Regions from separate parts of the Mus musculus genome. Here region 1 is linked to region 2. Evidence: chromatin contacts called from public targeted proximity ligation data. All regions are on one chromosome and are shown on one strand. The core of a region is the stretch at or near the end of the contact, and the rest is flanking DNA. Distances in the headings are between cores, read along the strand shown.

Region 1 (3,188 bases), core at 258-2,757, 190 kb after region 2:
ATGGTCTGCTTTTTTTCCTCCCACTATTTTAAACTCTCTCTGATAAGCACATTTACTTTTGTCTGGAAGAGGAGAAAAAACAAACTTCTGTCGTCTTCTACGTATAATAGTTTTAAAACATGAAGGCCGCACTGTAAAGCTGAGGACACGCTTCCTGCTTCAGCCTTCGACAGAAACAGGAAATGGGCTTGATGACATAGCTAGACCCCATAAACAGAACCCCAAATCCTTCACATCAAAAAACAGTGCCACCAAGAGAGCCAATCCACCAACAAAGATAAAACTAAAGCCCCAATCTCCACGCATGACAAGACTCCAGGCTCAGGTATTTCCCGCTGTTTCAGAAAGAACCGCATCTGCCCACTTTTAGGCAGATACAAAATGGAATGGACCACTCGAAAATTCTTCCCCGGTTGTTATGATGGGAGACACTTTGCATAGCTGTCTGAAAACTCATCACTACAGTTTTCCTTGGGATTTGAGTCTTATAACCTACTTATAAAGCCTGAAGAGAATCACTTCCCACTCAACCAATCAGCTGCTCGTGCCCAGACCCAGCAGGACCCCTGTACAGTCTGCCTGTTAATCTGTCATTCTTGGATTTGGATTCAGTCTAGTGGCACTGGACATTGTCAGAGCATACCCAATGTTTCAAATTCCAGCAGTTCTCGTAAGAGCAGATGTGCACAGAGCTATTATCTTCCAATTCTCCATTCCCATCGCACTTCACCCTGTGCCTTTCCATTCTTTCTCTTAAAATTGAGAGCTCAGGGGGCTGGTAGATGGCTCAGTGGTTAAGAGCACTGACTGCTCTTCCGAAGGTCCTGAGTTCAAATCCCAGCAACCACATGGTGGCTCACAACTACCCGTAATGAGATCTGATGCCCTCTTCTGGTGTGTCAGAAGACAGCTATAGTGTACTTATTTATAATAATAAATAAATCTTTAAAAAAATTAAGACCTCAGATGTCTACGCATTGCGCCTCATTAGCTGAACATAAAAGCATGTGTGTGTAGCTCTGAATCTGTCTCAAAAGTAAACTGAGGCGGTAGAGAAAAAAGAAATACAGCTGGCTTAGGTTGTTTTAAAACGGAAGTGGGTTGGGAAGATAGTGTACTGCCAGTGGAGAGTGCTTACCTGGTATGTGTGAGGCCCTAACTTCAGTTCCCAGTGCCATAACAACCAAAGCCAAAGCGTGTTCTAAGGTAGCCATCTGGATATAGATAGTCATTCAAACAGCCTTCCAAGTAGCATGCAGGAGGAGAGCAGTTACGAGACCCAGGGAGTAAATGTAACAGGCCCGGGAAGGCTGAACTCAGACGGGGCAGCAAACAGCTGTTAGAGGGGAAGGCCCTGACCAGTTGTGCGTGTAATGCTGAGGGCCCCAGAGACACAGCTTTTCTCGTGTCTTAGGGTGGGTTTTTCTCACGATGCAGCTGTGCTCCTCTTAGTAACCCTCAAAAGCCCCATTGGTTCACCAAGGCGGACTCTGCGGCAAGCATTAGGTTTGTCACTGGTTCCCTTTTGGAGGTGAGCAGACTTCCTGGGTGCACATGCATTTGCTGTGGTTTTTATATCCTGCAGAAAAAGCTTCTCCCATAACACTGCCCAAGAAAATACAAAAATGAAAATAAAAGATATCTTTTAAAACTGTGTAGTGACTTCTGTGTAGAAATAATCACAGAAGGTTATATGCCCCAGAGCATAGTGGACTGCCAGGGCCAGGAAGCCAGGAGTGGGTAGGTTGGTGAGCAGGGGGAGCGGGGAAAGGATAGGGGAGTTTTCAGTGGGGAAACTAGGAAAGGGGATAACATTTGAAATATAAATAAAGAACATATCTAATTAAAAAGTCATAGAAACCACTCAAAAAAATTATCCCGGCACTTGGGGGGTTGAGGTAGATGGATCTCGTGAGTTTGAGGTTGTCCTGGTCTACACAGTGAGTTCCAGGAAAGCCAGAACTATATACTTGACAGACCTTGTCTCAGGGGAAAAAAACCCACAAAACAACAACAAGAACAACAACAACAACACCGGAAGTAGAAGGGGAACGATTTGTCAGTCTAAAAGGGTACACCAAGCATTCCAAACAGCAGCTGAACTAGCATCATACGTCACTATTATTTCATATTAAGGAAAGAACAAAGAAAAAAAACAGACAATGATCCATCCTGTTGTCAACTTGGTTGTGTTTTCCTCCACATCACTCCAGTCAACATTCAGGCCCTGCCTTGACCCCTCCTGTACCACAATCAGAACATTCACACTCGCTCTGTGTTACCGACATCCACAAGCCAAGCTGTGAGCTTACATCCTACTGCTACCCTGTAACAGGCAGTGGTGCCCCTTCAATGAGGGATAAACAGTGAGAATAATGTTACAGGTAATTAACAATTATCTTCCATCCGATAAGGATCCCTCTGGATTCCCTAAGGTGATGTCAAATATATCCTCCCCCCACCTTCTCTCACACAATATCAAAATGTCCTTAGAGATTAAATGTTTGATTTATAAAATACTTTTCTTTAAAGAACGTTTCTTTCTTCAAATATATTGTTTTGACTCTGAAGTATGGCTGTAAATGACCTATGAACTTTGGAAATCTGGTGCCATAATTAGCTCATTTGCCACAAACAGTAAAAGCAGCTATCTCAAAGCACACTTTGACTCTTTCTGCTGAAGACTACCATGTGTCAAAAGGTGATGCAGGCAGGCGGAGAATAATTTTCTAATTAATATAAAATCCTTTATATCCTATGTGTACAAAGTAAGTTTCCCTAGTCTACTGAGGAACAAAAATACCTACTGGTTGGTTATTTGAAACTCTTCCATTTCACTGAGGAAAGTCTACCACACCACACTTAACTTGACCCACGGAAGCCAACAAAGAACCTCATTTAGGGAACATGACCCTGGGGACTGACACCAGGTTTAAAATTAGCAGCAGCTCACAGGCCCAGATAGAAGAAATCAAGCTTAAGCATCTCTCCCAAAATACCCTTCTCGTGCTTCTTTGATAGCTAGTTAAGCTCAAACTATTTACAGACCAGGGACCATTTAAGGGGACTTCTGAATGAACGGCTCTTCAGGGCATGCTGTGGGCACCCATGGCACCACGGAAGCACCGTGTCCAGCTTGCCCCTCCTCTTCACTTCGTGGTCAAACGGGATGAAGGACTTCAGGGAAA
Region 2 (2,914 bases), core at 74-2,573:
TGCATCTGTCTGTCATTCCCGCCGACTCCTTGCCCACCTGTGACTAGAGACCCTTTCCACGCAGACAAAGGGACCCAGAGGGTCTGCAGCAGGGGATACTTGGGTTTGTATTCATTTTAATAGTTATTACAGAGAAATGCTACCAATCAGATCACATTTAGGCACTGGGGCCAGAATGGCTAACACATAGCTGACTCAGGCTGGAGAGATGGCTCAGCCATTAAAGGTTACGCTTCCAATCAAAATATGAGAGGACTCCATAGGTCTACATTATAAGAGAGTGAGTTGCCAGGAAGAGAGTTGGCACAAAAAAAAATGGAAAAAAGGGAAAAGAAGCTATGTTAGGTGAGGTGGTTCTCTGAGCAGGGGTCACTTAGCTAAATGGTAAGGGGTTGGTGGAAAGAGCAGGCCACCCAGAGGGGATGACAAATGTAGATCATCTACAAACTACAGAAAATGAAAAATACCTAAAATATACAGTATACAGCCTACCATTCAAAAATGACAACTTAAATAAGATGGTCTAGAAAATAATTTCTTCACAAATAGTAGAGATGGCGAGACTAAATACTATATATACTAAATATCTATAGGTAAATAGAGAAGAATCACAGAAGAGCTTTCTCAGAAGTGAAAAATGAAATGAAATGAAATGAAATGAAATGAAATGAAATGAAATGAAATGAAATAAATTGAAGTCACCACACCCAGATGGTTTCAGAACAGAACTCCAAGAAAACAAGATCAGGCAACACACCTGAGATCTAAGAAAGTATAGACAAAGAAGCAGGGGTTTAAATTCAGTAAATCTCTCTGTAAAAATGAATATAATATTGTTACCAATAATTAACAAATACTATAAACACACACACATACACACTCATGCACACATGTGCACGCATGTGTGCACATGCGCACACACCACAAAACAGAACAATCTCATTGGTCTAGGTTCATTTCTGTTACCATGATAAAATATCCTGACAGAAAAGCAACTTCTAGGAGGGAGTGTTTAGTTTAGCTAGCAACCCCAGGCTACAGTCCATCACTGATTTCTGAAAGCAAACAATGAAACCCTATAGGTACTGGGGAAAGGAGAAATTTTCTAAATTTCTTTAGAACTGAAAAGCAGATAATTTTTTCTTACTTTTATTCAAAACCCGAGTTCAATGAACTAGAAAGTGATTGTCTAGTTAGTGCTTCTGTTGTGATAAAATGGCCACTAAAAAGTGACTGAGGGAGGAAAGGGTTAATCTGGCTCACCCTTGAACAGGAAGTGGGGAGAGGGAGGAAGCAGAGAGAGGAGGCTTTACTTCCTGGATTCCTTCCTCTGCCTGCTCAACCTGCTTTCTTACAGAATTTACATCTGCCTGCCCAGAGATGCTGCTGCCAAGAGTGACCCTGCTCCATCAATCATCAGTCAAGCCTGTAGGCCAGGCTAAGGGAGGCAATTCCTCAGCTGAGGCTCCCTCTTCCCAGGGGACTCTAGTTTGTGTCTAGTGGGCAAAAACTAACCAGCACAGTAATTCGTGGTTAATAAAAATTTTAATTTTTCTCAATGAGCAAAAATGTTAATGTTTTAAGGAACCATGATTTCCGGTATAAAATGAATAAAATAAAATTCAGAGAAATTAAATCAACCGCTGTCATTTTCACTGCAGTTGAAGCACCAGGCTGTTCTTATTTCCTTCCTTGTGAAATATGCACATGTCCAATTTCTCTCCAGTGACAAGACCATGAAGCAATAGGGAGCACTGGGCATCTCGAAATGGAACAGAGGCCCAGACCTTAGCACAACTGATTCCATGATGGAAGCACCATTCAGGCCATAAAACTCAGCACATAGACAGTGCCACATGCCAAAACTAAAACCAAAAAACAATCCATATATGTTCATAGTTCTGGGAAAGCCTCAAAATGTACTAACCTTGCTCTGTAGCTTCTACAGTGCTGCTTCTGCCTGTTTTTGTTAACTGAAGTATGTCAATGCAGAGCATGGCTTTTGTGCTTAAACACTCACAAATGAGAAAAGAAGAATTCTGGGGGTCGCATTGAAGTCCCAAGCTCTAGACCTCAAGATATTGGGGTTCTCAGAGGCCATTGGAGCAAGGAAGAGTATGGTGATCAGGGAACTTCTAGGGTCAATTGCTGCCTAATGCTTCAAAGGCACCTTTGAAATGACACCTCCATTCCAAAGGAAACAAATTAGAAAGTTGCCTGGTCTGTCACCTCCAAGGGTAAGTCTGGTTAAGATGCCTTCTGTTTGGACATAAAGGAGAGGTCAGACTTGGCTGCTGATCCAGTGTCCAGGAACTAAGATGTCTCTGGATCCTTCTGTCTGTTCAGGTTATAAACATGGCCACCCCTGGTTGTCTTTATTCTCTCTCTCTCTCTCTCTCTCTCTCTCTCTCTCTCTCTGTGTGTGTGTGTGTGTGTGTGTGTGTGTGTGTGTGTGTTTCTGTGTGTTTGTCAGTTCTGCTTCCCTGTATTAACAATGGCTTTCTCTGGTGTGAGAACTCCCTGGCTCAAGCCCATAGAACAGAACTGATTGATCTGACCCAGGCTCTCAGATGGAGGAAAGCCTACCACCATATACACAGCCCCCCAGTCTGGATGCTCTCACTACCAGGCATGGTAGAAGGTGGACCTATCCTTATAAGTGACTTGACCTTTCTTTCTTGCTGCTTTTAATACCCATTCTTTACTCTGTGTTCTAAATATTTTACCTATAGTATTTGAATTATAATAGTTTGTGAGGCTTTTACTTTCTAGTGCTGCTAATTTGGAGTTCTGTAGGGTTCTTATAGCTGGATGGCCATCTTTTTCCCTAGGATATTATGCCTAAAAGTTCACCCTAAGAAAGGCTTGGTGCTACACTGGGATCATGAACACCCAGTGTAGTCACTGGCTGGCT

The links.
Region 1: a targeted proximity ligation map of pro-B cells shows a contact between it and region 2, with 5 times the contacts expected there. A contact is called at or near these places in 8 of 484 Hi-C or Micro-C datasets (adipose-derived mesenchymal stem cells, cerebral cortex, cranial neural crest and 5 more), 2 of 130 datasets of targeted methods (extraembryonic endoderm stem cells and pro-B cells) and 1 of 9 other capture datasets (adipose tissue).

The regions. Positions count from the first base shown.
Region 1 is chr19:32,166,849-32,170,036 of GRCm38.p6, forward strand. All of the region lies in intron 5 of Sgms1 (sphingomyelin synthase 1), which reads right to left. Among named protein-coding and RNA genes, the nearest start is that of Asah2, 65 kb to the left of the region's middle.
Region 2 is chr19:31,974,743-31,977,656 of GRCm38.p6, forward strand. No RefSeq gene overlaps it. Among named protein-coding and RNA genes, the nearest start is that of A1cf, 110 kb to the left of the region's middle.